2 separate regions of the Mus musculus genome follow, and region 2 is linked to region 1. A link is a contact called in public Hi-C data. All regions are on one chromosome and are shown on one strand. The core of a region is the stretch at or near the end of the contact, and the rest is flanking DNA. Distances in the headings are between cores, read along the strand shown.

What was found. Hi-C and Micro-C count contacts between places; a contact is called where the count stands out from the background.
Region 2: a Hi-C map of erythroblasts shows a contact between it and region 1, with 2.6 times the contacts expected there. The contact joins two enhancer-like sites. A contact is called at or near these places in 11 of 484 Hi-C or Micro-C datasets (B cells, bone marrow-derived macrophages, cerebellum and 6 more), 1 of 115 datasets of contacts at active chromatin or transcription factors (kidney) and 1 of 9 other capture datasets (embryonic stem cells).

The regions. Positions count from the first base shown.
Region 1 is chr7:63,854,411-63,862,179 of GRCm38.p6, reverse strand. No RefSeq gene overlaps it. Among named protein-coding and RNA genes, the nearest start is that of Gm39023, 5.7 kb to the right of the region's middle. Within about 2 kb of position 3,514, at least 232 of the 459 cell types and tissues checked have an H3K27ac peak or open chromatin away from gene starts, as enhancers often do. A contact at or near this core is called in erythroblasts, where this site is marked.
Region 2 is chr7:63,991,900-63,999,668 of GRCm38.p6, reverse strand. All of the region lies in intron 1 of Gm32633 (predicted gene, 32633), which reads right to left. Among named protein-coding and RNA genes, the nearest start is that of Gm32633, 8.9 kb to the right of the region's middle. Within about 2 kb of position 2,683, at least 11 of the 459 cell types and tissues checked have an H3K27ac peak or open chromatin away from gene starts, as enhancers often do. A contact at or near this core is called in erythroblasts, where this site is marked.

The sequences.
Region 1 (7,769 bases), core at 2,265-4,764:
ATAGTGAGTTCCAGGACAGCCAGGGCTATACAGAGAAACCCTGTCTCAAAACAAAACAAAACAAAACAAAACACAACAAAAAGAAACATGTGTTTTTGTTCACAGTTTTGAGCCGGTTGGTCATGGGGAAATGGAGCAGGAGGTGGCTGGTCACAGTGCATCTGCAATCACAATGCAGAGAGTGATGCTTGTGCCCAGCTCCCGTTCTCCTTTTTATGCAGTCCAAGCCCCCAGACCACCACATTCAAAGTGGCTCTTCAAGCTTTAACCAAGCCCTGGAAAGTACCTCCAGACGCTAACCTAACAAAGCCAGTCCCCCACAGGCTTGCCTCCAAGCTGGTTCTAGACCCTGTTAAGCTGCTAATATTCATTAACCATCACACTATTTTTTGCTTTTGAGACAGGATCTCCTGTAGCACAGCCTAGCTTGTAACTCTATGTAGTTAAGGATGATCTTCGATTCCTCATCGTTCTACCTCTGAATCCTGAGTGCTGGGACTTAAGGCCTGTGCCCTAAATGCCTAGTTGGCTGCCATGCATTTATCTTCTCGCGGCGAGAGTTTCCTCTTACATCTGTGTACCCTACTGCCTCCCATGTGGAAGTTTTCTGCTACCTTTGTAGGTGATCAGGACACACTCATGGAACACACGGGTCGTGTGGGAATCACTGGCCTCTAGTGAGAATACCTAGGCTCACTAACTTACCTGGATAACACAGCTTATCAGAAGGAAAGCTGGGGCCCATGACTCATGAAACCTCAGCCTAGACCCGTGGCCATGGCTGGGAGGGTAGGTAAAGAAGGTGCATTGTCAGCGAGTGTGGGATCAGTCCTTGCCATGGTCCAAAGGGCTGTCTCCAGGACAGATCAGGTGGAAAAATTCCTGCCAGGGTTGTTTGGAGGTGGGCTCTCTGGAAGGTAACGAGGGCGAGATGAAGTCATGAGGGTGTGGCCCCCATTAGTGGCCTTACAAAGAGAGGAAGAGAGAACCAAGCTAGTCGCTCTTCTCTCATGAGGATGCCCTACCATGCGATGGTGCAGCAAGCTAGCCTTCACCAAATGCTAACGCCATGCTCCGGTACTTTCTAGCCTTGAGAACTGAAAGGTGGATGTAATGGCTATTCCTGGTTGTCAAATTATATGATATCTGGAATGAACTATAATCCAGAATTGGAGGGCTCACCTGTGATCCAGATCTTGAGGCTACAAGATACAAGCTTCTGATCTGGATCTTGGCATGGACATCCTGAGTGAGGCACAGTGGCCATGAAAAGCTTAGGCCCAGGATACTGAGGCAAGGAGATCTCTGAGTTCAAGGTGAGCCTGGGACAAAGCAAGTGCCAGATCCAGGCGTGGTAGTACACACCTTTACTCTGGGCCACACCTTCTACAGGAGACCTACATAAGGACTTTGGAAGACTCACTCTTCTTTGCTTGCGTTTACTTGACAGCACATCTGGTGGAATATACTTCTACAGAAGACCAGCTGAAACAACTAGCTTCATGGGCTTGAGCAACTTCCCAACTGATTATTGTTGGGTTAGTTGGACTATAGACTATAAATTATCACAATAAATTCCCTTAATATAGAGAAACATTCCATAAGTCCTGTGACTCTAGAGAACCCTGACTAATACAGTGGATAACCCTCAATTTTTTTAAAATATTTATTTATTTTATTTATGAGTACACTGTCGCTGTCTTCAGACACACCAGAAGAGGGCATCAGATCCCATTACAGATGGTTGTAAGCCATTATGTGGTTCCTGGGAATTGAACTCCGGACCTTTGGAAAAGCAAGCAGCCAGTGCTTTTAATGGATGAGCCATCTTTCCAGCACCCCCCCCCCCCCAATTATTTATCATCTATCCAGTTTCAGTTATTTTGTTATAGTGGCAAAAATAGAGTAAGTAGCCCTCAGGGTGACTCAGGGACAGTAAGTATTATTCCAAGGGAGGAGGCACAAAGATACAGGAGCCCAATAGAGGGCTCAGGGGAAGGGAAGGGGAAGCAGAGGGAAAGGACCAAGGTCTGTGGGTTTCAGAAGCAAAGGGGAGATCTATCAGGGGACACTGGACACAGAGAGGGTCAGGGACTTCAGGAAAGCGGGCACCTCGATGGCTTGGTTCACACTGAAGCATGCTGGTGGGAGCGGGCCTGGGGGTCCTGCCCACATAGGTATTAAAGGTGAAACTGGAAAGAAGGTCATGGCTCCCAGGCAGTGGCTTGTGAAGGCAGATCTGGGTCTGCACTATAGAAGCTGCCTGGCATTCTGGGTCTGGTGGGCCAGGGTGGCAGTCTCCTGGTCTGCTTCATCTCAGAGCTTCTGCCACCTTTGAACGTTAAGGAATGGAGGCAGGGAGACTAATCTGAGACACAGCCTGATTGTGAGCCCGCTTTAGAAGGGGTCTGAGCCTGTATTCCTGCATACCTAAGACCCTATACTCTGGAGGGGAACATTTAGACAGGACATTCAAGGTTAGCTGGTGTGTACAGGCAAAAGAGTTACTGGGAACCATTGTAGCAGTTCTTGGTGGGAGAAGCCCTTGGGTTGCAGGGCTCAGGAGGAAAAGAAGACAGGCCTCGGGGATGGAGATGGAATTCAGGAGCCAGGGGGTCCCATACATGGCTGCATCAGCATCCTTTGGGCAGCTTGCTGAACACACATTCTGATTTTACAAACCCAGGAAGGAGCTACAGTGTTTCCTGGGTGCTGGGTGCTGCTTCTGACACTTAATGTTATAAACTAACTCTATGCCTTTTCCCTTTCTTTCAGGAAGAAAGAAAGGAGCGTGGGCAAGGCCAGTTGAGCCTGTTGGGTGTAGTTTGGGGTGGGGTGACCTTGACATGCCTCCTCCTAAAAAAAAAAAAAAAAACCAACAACAAAACAAAAAACAACCTCAGAACTGTTTTTGTTTGTTTGTTTGTTTGTTTTTGTTTGTCTGTTTTGTTTTAAGTACCCAGAGTGCCTATGGGCCTCTGACAAGGCTCTTTGTCCTGGACACCCCTTTGGCCTTGTTACAGTCTAATGGGCCTTCCTGGAAGTGGAGCTGGGTCCTTAGTCCTGTCCAGATGTCCCTGTCCTGGAGAGTGCCGGGCCAGGAGAGGGCAGGGTGAGGTGATTGCTAGGAAAGGAAGTACACCGGGTCACAGTCAGCCTCTTCAAGCCGATTTAGGAATGTCAGGAGGGGAGGGGAGGCAGGTACAGTGGAGGGGTTTCTGTTAGAGACTTTGGACCTCACGTGGAGGGCAGAGTGACCCAGGGGTTCCTCCCGGTCCCCACACGTGCGGTAGACGGCCCCTGTGGTCTTGCTGTATGGTTGTGGCAGGTAGTGTACCGAGCCCGAAAGCAGTTAGGGACAGGTGTTCAAGCCTACAGAGGCGTGCTGTGCCCTTCTTAGCCCGAGAGCGTAGGAGATGGGTACCGGATCTCAGAAGCAGAGGAACCCAACCCTTCTCCCTACAACAACCAAAGGGACTCAGCGGCTTTAAAACGGGCGGGGCCCCGTGACGTCATCTCTTGAGGGAGGAGCGAGCTGTTTCCCGGAGCCACTTCCCACCAGCTCTTCGGTGGTGGGTGGTTCCTGGGCCTGCTGCTAGTTTAGGGCAAAGTCTTGATTTTCTAGCTCCAAGAGCTACTAACAAATCACTTAACATCGTCAGGCACTCTTCTCTCATTTATGAAATAAATGCATTTGTTTATAACTCTAGAGGAGCTAACGTATGTGCAGTACAAGGCTGACCTTTGTGCACCTTTGACACCGTTTTAATTTTTAAAATTAAAATATTCTCCGTGTATGGGTGTTTTGCCCGCAAGCGTGTCTGTTGCCAACTAAGGGTACTTGATCTTTCCGAACCGGAGTGACAGACGGTTTTGAGCCATCTTTTCTGGGATACGACTAATGTTCTCTGGAAGCAATCAGTGCCCTTAATTGGCATCTCTCCAGTCCTATCACCATTTTTTTATGGACCGTATCTAGTGGCCAGCATCTCCTGGCAATCCTGAATGCCGACGGATGAGGGTTGCAGATGGAGTAGAAGGACGCAGAGCACATGAGCAGGTGTGGAGTCTGTCGACTTCTAAAGTGACGAGGTCTCATCCCCTCCATTTCTCCCATCTTTCTGGGGTGGACCTCAGCCTGAGGAGCTAGGGCAAACTAGCCTTCTGAGGAAAGCATCACCTTGGTGCTGTTCTCTTGGCTGACCTCAAGTTTTCCTCCATCTGCGTAGTACCAGTGGGCCCGGGAGCCCATAATTAGACTAATGAGGTGTCTGTTGCACACACGTCTGTGCCTAGGCTCCACTCTGATGGCTACCCAGTAATTTGCCTGATCTCTCGGATAAGTCCTTTGCCTGGACAGGTTCCCACCACAAAGTGCCCCATCTCAGGGTGGAGCCTGTAATTGCTGCTGCTTTGCACGCTCTCTATTTTCCCACCTGCCTATGGCCCTGAGAGTCCTCAGGGGCCCGCCATCACATCAGGGGAACCCACTAAGCCAAGGGACGGGGCTGTGCAGGAGATGTAATAGACCATATGAACTGTCTGCTGTTTGAAGGCATGGTGGAAGAGGCAGCCAAACCTAGCCAGCTGTTGACCTTTTGGTACTGTGAAAGGAGTGGTGGGTATCTGGGAGATGCTCTGTCTGTGGGTCTGTCCCTCAGTGTTCATCCATGCTCATTTACAGTACCTTGTTCCAGGGCTTTGGGGCCTTTGTCGCTTCTAGATCTCTCTAAACACCTTGGTTTTTGAGCCGCAGCACCACAACCACAGCCTGCGAAGAGTGTGTGTTGGTGTTAGAACAGGACCATTGGCCCTGGAGAGTCTAAGTAGGAGGCTAAGGCTGCCTGTGGCTTACAAATAAGAGGCGGTGGGCAGGCAGGTACCATTTCCAGTTTTCCTATCCAGGCAGCCCCAGGCATTCCTGGGCTGGAAGAGCTGGCAGCCCTGGCAGCTGGGTGCCATCCATATGGTTCCCTTTGATCTACTCCAAGGACTGGTGATGTCACCAGGTGGCTTTTCATTGAAGATGGCACCAACAGCTCATCCTTGCCTGGGTAGTCAACCCTGGCTATGGAGGTCCTCACCCTGTTTTTCTTTAGAGAGTGCCACTAGTCACCTCAGGCGATCAGGAACAGATGCAACTATAAGAAGCCCCAGCTAGGCTGTGTGTGTGTGTGTCCACCCCCTTCGGAACTGAACTCACCTGAAAACAAGGGCTCCTCTGCTCCAAAGGATTTAGTGGGCGTGGAGTCTGCCTTTCAACATTGCCAAACCACCGCATAATCCCCTCAGATTCCCACAGCCATCAGGCCCACGCAGGGGCCCGGTGATACCTTGACACCCACTGCTCCAGGCCCAGGCCTGTTTCTTTCATTCCTAGAGGAGGTCCGGGGGCGCTGGAACCTGTGCTGCCTTCCAGCGCTGGGTGTGCCCTGAGTCAGAGCTGGCTCACACTGGGTGGGTAGAAGCACCAGAATGCTGTCCTTGGAGGGGCACAGGAGCACTAGCCACTGGGAGGCAGGTTCTGTAACTCAGGGGCTTTGTGTCCACAGGGACCACGAGGAGGGGCTGAGAGCCTGTCACACTGGGCTTCACATCTCCCTGCCTTATGCTCTCACAGGCCCTTCGACTCTATGCAGTCAAGCCTCTGTAGTCTCCTTTGAACTGAGACTATGTCCTTCATTCAGGGGATCTACAGTGAGCTGCCTAAGGTGGGGGTGAATCAGATCTCCAGGATAGCATCCTTGATGCTGGGGGAATCACAGAAGCAGACATCAAGAGGTTCAGGACCAAGAGGGAACCCAGAACCCTTAATTTTAGAGCCTGCCAGACATGGGTCCTACTCTCTCCTTCCAACCCCTCCTCCTCCTCTCTGCTTGAGCCTTCATGAGGCTCAGCCTTTGGGCTTTGCTACTTCCAAGGACTTCAGGAATCCAGGGAGTGCAGGCATCCAGGCTGGGGGTGGGGGATGGGAAAAAGGCCCACCTTCACTTTCAGGCCTGCATTTTACCTGGGGATGGCTGAGAAGTGCATGCACATGTGTGTTCACGTGTGTATGTAAGACAGGAGACATTGCCTTCTACCTTGTTTGAAGCAGGATCTCTGTTGTTCGCTCTCCATACAGCATACCAGGCTAGTCTGCCCAGGGACTGCTTGAGAGTCTGCCTGTCATCTCTCTGGGGGGCGGGGCTTGAGGATTGCAGATGCGGTCTGGGGTCCTCTTGTATGAATGGGAACATTCTACCCACAGAGACATCTCCCAGCATTCCCCTCTGTTTTAGACAAGATGGCCTGACACGATCTTCCTATCTCATCTAGTTCTGCAGTAAGGAATCATACAAATGTGTACCGTCGTGACTAGCTTTGATTTTAGCCCATTGTGGATTTGGGGTCTTCTGATTCGGGATGCTCACCGTGAACTTTCTAGTCCGATAGAACCATGGTGAATGGTGCTAAAGATGCATCGCATCTTCTTCTGCTATAGCAGAGGGGGGGGATGAATGGCCGACCCAGACTCCCTGCCTAGCACCTACAGGGCAGTGTGACATGGCCATCATTTAAGTGACACCATTAGGTGACTTGTCCAAAGGAGATACTGTGCCAGCTCCCAAGGGCAATTAAACCCCACCTCTTCTGACCTGCAGAGTTTTGCTCTTTTCACTATTGTCCACTGGGTCTGTCTGCTGCCCCCTGCTGGGTGGCACAGTCATGTTGGTGAGGAGCACAAACCTTCTAGCCAGTTGATGCATCCAGATCAAAAAATCTTTCCACACAACAAAAAAATTTAAAAATTGGGCCTGCTTGCCTTGAAGCAGGGATCCCGTGGCGGCTCTGCAGGAACTACCTGCAAGAAGGCGGAGCCAGGCACAGAGGCTCAGAGATGGAGGGCTCACCATGCTAATGGATGCCCTTGCTCTGGGTAGCCCTAGCCTTCCACATGGTAAGGTTGAGCCTCCTCACACCTAGGAGCTGCAGTCAATGGGAATGTCCCAGCAGCTCCAGGCAGAAGCAGTTTCACCCACAGGCAGCTGGTGTCAGGATTGCCTACCCGAGGATGGCAGCTGCCTAATTCCAGAGGCAGGGCCCTGGTCCACCTCTCAGCAGAATGTTCAGACCCATGTGGGGACGGGGATTTCTAGAAGACTCCAAGGGTTCTTCGGGCTCTGGGAAATGTGGTCTGCCTAGAGGTAGGTGTGTTCCTCTTTTTATTTTATTTTATTTTATTTTATTTTATTTTTTCACTTTATATCCCACTCACTGCCACCTCTCCTGGTTCCTCCCTCCTACAGTCTTTTCCTCTATCCCTCCCCTTCTCTGATAGGAGTCCCCCCACCCCAAAGTCTCTGCAGTGCTAGGTTCATCCTCTCCCACTGAGCATCATCCTCTCCCACTGAGGCCAGACAAGGCAGCCTGTGTAGAAGAACATATTCCACAGACAGGCAACGGTTTTTGGCATATCCCCCCCACCCCCCGCTCCTGTTGTTCGTGTCCCTCATGAAGACCAAGCAAGCTGCACATCTGGTACATATGTACAGGGAGGTCTAGGTCCAGCTCCTCTATGCTCTTTGGTTGGTGGTTCAATCTATGAGAGCTCCAAGGGTCCAGAGCTGTTGGACTCTGTTGCACTCTTCCTGAAGAGTTCCTGTCCCCTTCGGGACACTCAATCCTTCCCCCTACTCTCCCATAATAGTTCTCAAGCTCCAGCCACTGTTTAGCTGTGTGTGGAGCATCTGTCTGAGTCAGCTGCTGAGTGGAACCTCTCAGAGAAC
Region 2 (7,769 bases), core at 1,434-3,933, 140 kb before region 1:
TTAGAACACTCCCTGGCCAGGCTTCGCCATCTCCAGATGTTCCTGGGAAATACTGGAGTTCCACATAGCTGTGTTAGTCCATGGGCTCAGGGAAAGCCTAAAGAGTACGGGTGAGGGGTGAGGGTGAGGAATAGTGCCCTGCCCAGGTCTCCTGGCCCCTCCACAGATGGCATTGAGAGTCGCTTTCTTCAGTTGTGCTGAGAAATGAAACCTTGCCTAACCCCATGAAACCACAAGAAGAGAAAAACATGCAAGGCCACTCCACTGCAGCTGGGCTCTGGGGCTCCTCCTCCCTCTTATTGTCAGGCAGGTGGGGCTGGCAGGTTTGTGCTAAACACAAGAGAAGGGTTTACCGGGGTGGCATCTGTTCCAAGTTCCCTGAAGACCCACCTCTGTCGAGAACAGTGATGTTTACTTAAGGGCATAGGACATGGGCTCTTTGTCATTCTGTTCTGATCTCTGAGGTAAACTTAGCTGGGCTGAACTGAACACTCTCTGGCACCCTGCCTGACCCAGAGCTGGGGACAGATGCGTGCAGGGTCCCTTCACTGTGCATCTTTGAGGTATCAGGGACCACACTGCTGCTGCTGAGTGGCTCCCAGCTGCCACAGCAGACATGCCAAGGCAGGTTTGTGGGGGTGTTACTATGAAGAGGGCACTAGAGGCTTCAGGAGTCTAGAAAAGGCTGTTTGCTTTGCTGTAGAAGTGTATGTTTTAAGCCAGGTGTTTGGGGATTGAGACAGAGATAGAAGGGATGCTTATAGAGTAGAACAGAAATTGTTACCCTTTATCCTGGGTGCACAGGCCTTTGCCAGGGATGCCCCAAACACTAAATTAGTAGCCAAAGACCCAAATACACAGATACAAATAGACATGCAGATACCAATACAGCCACACAGATAAACAGACACATCAATGCATAAACTCACACAAACACAGACATACACACAGACACACACATACTCTCTCTCTCTTACACACACACACACACATACACACATAGACTTACACAGACACTCTCTCTCACTCTCACACACATATATATATACACACTCACACACATATACACATGCATGCACATAGACATACAGACAAACGCACACAGACTCTCTCATACATACACACAGGCAAGCACACACATATACACACTCACATGCACACATACACACATGTAAATAGGAATACACACAGACATTCTCTCTCTCTCTCTCTCTCTCTCTCTCTCTCTCTCTCACACACTCTCACACACACACACACACACACACACACACACACACAAACACTGTCCTGTCCTCACAGACGTCTGCCTATGCCTCATTTCACAAGCTATATCGCTCTGCCTGTCCTGGCATTGTGTCCTGTCCAAAGAGCCATTTGAGTCTCTGACATATCCTTGAGGATGGTGGCCCTGAAATTCCAGGCCTGGGCCTGAGATAAAGGACTCCAGGTCACTACTCTCCTCCCATTCTCTCTGCTACCTGCTAGAAAGCTAGAGACCTTGAGGACCTAGCTGCCAGTCCATCACAGGCTTAGGCAAGTGAGGTCCAGGCCAGGAGATGCTCAACAGATGCTTGCCCGCTGGCAGATGAGCCCCAAGGGCAAGATGCTCCTGAGGGCTGAGCCACTCCTGAAAAGAGTTTTCTCACAAGCAAAGGCTAAAAAAGAAACAAATAGGGCTGGAGAGATGGCTCAGTGGTTAAGAGCACCAACTGCTCTTCCAAAGGTCATGAGTTCAAATCCCAGCAACCACATGATGGCTCACAACCATCCGTGATGAGAGCCCCTGCCCTCTTCTGGGGTGTCTGAAGACAACTACAGTGTACTTGCATATAATAAATAAATTAATTTTTAAAAATTAAAAAAAAGAAGAAGAAACAAATAGTAAGAGTATCAAGGTAAAGACATGTCCCTGGGAGCTCCTTCCTGTGTTCAGAGGCTCACCTACAAGCAGGCACTCCTGGTCACCTTCTGGCCTGTGGCCTTCACTAGGAGAGTCTTAATCAGTGATTCTCAACCTGTGGGTCATGACCCCTTTGGGTCAAATGACCCTTTTACAGGGGTCACCTAAAACCCTCAAACAAACAAAAAAGCATATATTTACATTATAACTCATGGCAGTGGCGAAATTGATTATAAAGTAGCAACAAAAATGTTTTTATGGTTGAGGGTCAGCATGACATGAGGAACTGTATTAAAGGGTTGCAGCATTGGGAGGGTTAAGGACTACTGGTCTAAATAGAACAAGGGCATAGACAGAGGTGTCAATGCTGGTCTCTTGCCTCTGGACAGCAGTGAAAGGTTCTGTAATAAGCAGACCAGGGGGGAGTGAACTGAGCAAGAACTAGGGAAGAAGAAACTTCCCAGGTCAGGGAAAGATGCTGACGTGCACTAAAGTGGCTCACCCCATGGTAAGGCCCTGAGGCAGACTCTATCCTTCTCATCTCCGATGTCCACATTAGCTGGGCTGATTCATGGGGTACAATGTGTTATTTCCTTACATGATACAATGTACGCTAAGCAAATCAGAGCATAACCACCACTTCAGACATTCACAACAACCAAGACACGCAGCCAGTCGGGGTGCCCATGGCCCAGTGAAGGGAATGTAGTGCATGCATACAGTGGCCTACTCTCCAGCCCACAGCAGAGAATAAGATCCTGCCACTTGTGTAACATGGACAGAACTGGAAGTCCTTATGATAAATGAAATCAGCCAGACACAGAGACGCAAATACCATATGGGCTCACTCCGATGAAGAACATTAAAAAGGCAATCTCAAAGAAACAGATTGTGGAAAGGTGGTTATCAGAAGCTGGGGAGGGAGGGTAAGTAACAAAATGGTGTTAGATAAGAGAAATAAGTTCTGGCGTCCTGGTGGCACAGAAGGTGACCAGTAACATTGTCAACCTGATGTAATCTAAAGTCATCTAGTGGATAGGCATGCCTGCGAGGGGTTACCTTGATAGCATCGACTTGAGATGGACTCACTCTGGATAGCACCATTCCCTAGTGGGATCCTGAACTGATAATTGGAGAAAGGGGTGCATACATTCACCTCTCTCTGTTCTTAGTTGTGGCTATGATATGACCAGCTGCTTCAAGTTCCTGCCTTTCACTATCATCAAAGGCTGTACCTGTTATGGTTTGTATATGCTAGGCCCAGGGAGTAGCACTATTAGAAGGTGAGGCCCTGTTGGAGTAAGTATGTCACTGTGGGTGTGGGCTTAAGACCCTCATCCTAGCTGCCTGGAAGTCAGTCTTACACTAGCAGCCTTCAGATGAAGCTGCAGAACTCTCAGCTCTGCCTGCAGAGTATTCTATCACTGGCAATGAGGAGAAAAAAACTAAGACGGATGCTCCTGTTTACAACAATGTATTCTATATTTCTTGAGTCTGTTGACCGGAGGCTGTGGTAGAGGCTGGAGCAAAGGACGCATTCTTCCAGGCCTTTCCCCTCTACAGGAATAAGGGAAGAAGCAAAGCCAGAGGCCCAAAGTTTCACATTTCAAAGAGAAGCTTCTAAGTTGGTGTGGAAATGTAGGAGCTGGTGAGAGCTGCACACCCTTAACTAACAAACTGTAAATTTGGATATCAGCTGTTTCACAAGGGGTAACTCAGGTCCTACCTGTCTCGAACCAGGTTTTGACTGAACTACACAGTAAACTGCAGCAATGTTGAGCTTCCTCTGGTAAATTCTTACAGTCTGTGTTATCCTAGTAATGTGGCCTTGAACTGTTAATAGTTATACTGATCTTTCTTTACTTTTTTTTTTTTTTCTGAGATGAGTTCTCTGTATAGTTCTGCCTGTCCTGGAACTGGCTTTGTAGATGAGGCTGGCCTCAAGCTCAGAGAGATACATCTGCCTCTATCTCTGCCTCTTGAGTGCTGACATCAAAGGCATGTCCCACCACACCCAGCTTTTTTTGTGTTCAAACATGGGAAAGTTAAGAAGCAGATAAATTCTTTTTTACTAAAAGTCTAAGAGTTTTTTATAAGCCAAGGCTGAGGCCTTGTTGAGGGAAGGGCTGAAAGAATCCCAAATGGTTTGGTAAGGAGTCCCTGTTACTCCTGTTGCTATTATAACCCAGAGGCTCTGGGCTCCCAAGGATGCTGCCTGGTTACTAGTCATCCTTTGGCCACCACTGTCCCCATGTGGTACAAATGCACAGGAGCCCATGGTGCTCAGAGGAGAGCAAAGGACATTACCCAGTCACAAGTCACATGTATCAGACACGTGCCCAACCACTGAAGCCCGAATCCTGACAGTAGGTCACAAGTCGAGAAAATATCACATTTACCCTTTATAACCATGCCCACTTTCTTGGCTCCCTAGGCTCATAGACCATGCCCAGGCTGTCCTGAGGCTGCCATACAGTAAGAAAGACCTTGATGGCCACATGAAAGGACAATAAGGAGGACTACACATGCACCAGGCAGGCAAAGGTATGCTTCCTAGACCTTCTAACCCAATCCAACTGCCAAACACAGAATAATAATTGTCATGTCCGCCAACACTTGTGATATGTGGCCTGTAGGATCTCATAACATAATAGGCTGCACAGCAACATGTGTGTCAAGTATGTAAGTTCTGTCCTCTAAGCCCCAGGGAATATGGGGAAGATGGCCTATCATCTTCTTAAAAAGACTGTCATTGATAAGATACCATTAGGCTATGCTGTGGCTTTGGTGCTTGGAGGTTATCATCAAAAACAAGCTGTTAAAAAGAAGGGTGAGGGCTGGAGAGATGGCTCAGCAGTTAAGAGCACTGGTTGCTCTTCCGAAGGTCCTGAGTTCAAATTCCAGCAACCACATAGTGGCTCACAACCATCTGTAATGAGATCTGACGCCCTCTTCTGGTGTGTCTGAAGACAGGTAAAGTGTACTTACATAAAATAATAAATAATTCTTTGGGCCAGAGCAAGCAGAGGTCCTGAGTTCAATTCCCAGCAACCACATGATGACTCACAACCATCTGTAATGCTACAGTGTATTCATATACATAATAAAAATAAATAAATCTTTTTTTAAAGAAGGAAGGCTGAGCTGGGAAAGGAGAGTGAAATGTAAATGTGATTGTTGTCAGTTTGACTGGATATGGGAACAACTAAGAGACACACCTCTGGGTAGGTCTTCAAGGGTATATCCTGGGCCCATTGGCTAAGACAGAAAAGCCCTTTCCTCGGAGTAGTAGAACCCACCATCTGCTGCCCAGACATAGAGAGGTGAGAAATACGTCTCATGTGCCTGCCTTGCACCTTGCTGGCAAGTGCAGCCTTTGGTTGCTGCCTCTGCTGCTGCCATCCTTAGCTGTTGCTTAACCCAGCTTCTTTGACCTTCCACCATGAACTAAAGATCAGATCTCCAGGAATCCTCCATAACTCAGTGCCAGCTTGGGATCATTGAGGTTTCTGGCCTTGGGGACTGAGCAGGTCGCAGTTCTCAGTCTGGCCAGGGTGCAGACTTTCATTGCTAGACTACCCAGCACATATCCTATAAGACAATCTAATACATTTCCTTTGTTTTATATGCTCACTCAGTTCTGTTCCCCTACATAACCCTGACTGTCACAGAATTCATGGGATAAGAAGGGGATTCCCACGAACCTAGGGGACAGAATCCAAGCATCCGTAGTCGGTCAACATTCAGAAGTACAGCTAGCCGGGTTGAGAACTCCAGTTGAGAGGGGGATTAGCTCAAATGGTAGAGCGCTCGCTTAGCATGTGAGAGGTAGCAGGATTGATGCCCGCATCCTCCAGTTCCCTTTCCCAGCACTCGGGAGGCAGAGGCAGGCAGATTTCTGATTTCGAGGCCAGCCTGGTCTACAAAGTGAGTTCCAGGACAGCCAGGGCTATACAGAGAAACCCTGTCTCAAAAAAACAAAAACAAACAAACAAACAAACAAACAAAAGAAACTCCAGTTGTTTTCTTGGGTTTTTCTGTTGTTGCTGTTTTTGTTGTTGTTGTCGGTGGTGGTGGTGTTTTTTTTTTTTAATTTACTTATTTTTAGTATGTGTATATGTATGGGTATGTACACATAGGTACACATATGGAGAGCAGAAGAGGGAGTTGGATTCCCTGGAGCTGGAATCACACGTGTCTGTAAGTCATCCTACATAGGTGCTGGGCCATGAACTCAGGTCCTCTGGGAGAGCAGTACACAAAGTACATCTTAACTGCAAAGAGGTGGATCTCTCCAGCCTGCAAAGTCCTGTTCTTAATTCTTGGTTATTCTATGGCTTGAGCGTGACCTCTAAATAATCAGGCGTAGGAACGTTAGTTCCTCTGTGCTGTGGGGCGGGGAATGGATCACCAAGGCAGATGTCTCAGAAGAATGTATTAGCTATAGTGGAGGCTAGACCTCTCTGTCTTGTGCACGCATACTTTCTCTATCTTTCAGCTTCTACCTGCCTAGGAAGCGGCAGGTAGCCATCTCCAGCTGTGGCCATATGACCTTGAACTTTCCAGCCTTGGAGACTGTGAACCTAAAATAATCAGTCTTCTTTCTTTACTTTGTCTCGTGTATCAGACAGTCCTTAGAAAATGGACTCATGGCTTGGCCAAGGTTGAGAGCCACACTGACAATTTGTTGCAGAGGCTGAAGATGAAAATCAGACAGTGGACCGCTGACTAAGGTGGACCATGAGCCAAGCCAGTATTTAACTCCAGCCACAAGGCTATGGGACAAAAGTAAACAAGAAGGTTCTAGAAGAAGGGCTAGAGCCACAGGATTGGACATGCACCTCCTACCCTGCCTGTGAGGAACTATTCCTTCTATCTAGATTTGGCATTTGCAGTGGTCAAGAGATAAAAGACAAACTACACTAAACTATGGGGAAAATCTCTAGACACCCTGACCAACCTCCTCCTGGCTCTCTTCATCTTTGCCAGCTGTGAGAAGTAGAGACCTATAGTCCACATCTCTGATTCCCCAGGCTAGTGTCTGGCACGGATCTACAAATACCAGCACGTTGACCTCCTGGGTTGCAAAGCTTGATTAGGAGGCCCAAATGTAATCCAGGTTGGCTGGGAACAAAGGAACATGGGGCACTCCCTGGGTGGCCTGGCCTTCCAGGGAGGCTCTAGGTGGCCCAAGTTTTCAATCCCAGCTCCAGCCTTCTTGGCTTTGGTTTCAAAGACCACCAGTGCAAAGTGAAATGGATACTATCACCGTGTATGGCCACGGTCTGAAACGTGAAATGGCATATGGTCCTGGCGGGGATCAGGGAGTGGTAGGCATAGCCTCAAAGCCTGCGTCAGCGACGCCTTTCCCGAACCCAGTGGGTGTGTGTTGCAGGAACAGTGGGCTTTCCAATGCAGGAAGCAGCAGGGCAGTGGGTTTTCTCCACTCTGTGGCAGGTTGATCCATTTGGCAGAGGCCTGGCAGGCCCAGATGGTAAGAGGCCTGGAAGTCAGGGCTAAATTTGGACTTGGACAGAAAGGTAAATTTTCAGGAGGCCTCTGAAGAAGGCTGCTATTGGTGATTTAAAAAAAATAAATAAATAGCGCGCGCGCGCACACACACACACACACACACACACACACACGCACGCATGCGCGGGTGGGATTGCGGGGGGGGGGGGGGGGGGCAGATAGAGAATGAATTAGGGAAAGGGTAGCCTTGGCTCCAGAGCTGCCCTGGGAGGCAGGTGGATGTCACTGGGCTCCAGGCTTGGGCAGGCTAATCCCTTACATCATGTTCTCCAAGGCTCCTCCCTTCTTGGCCCTGACTGCCAACTCACAAGGGTGGTTTCCACAGAAGCCCCCCCAC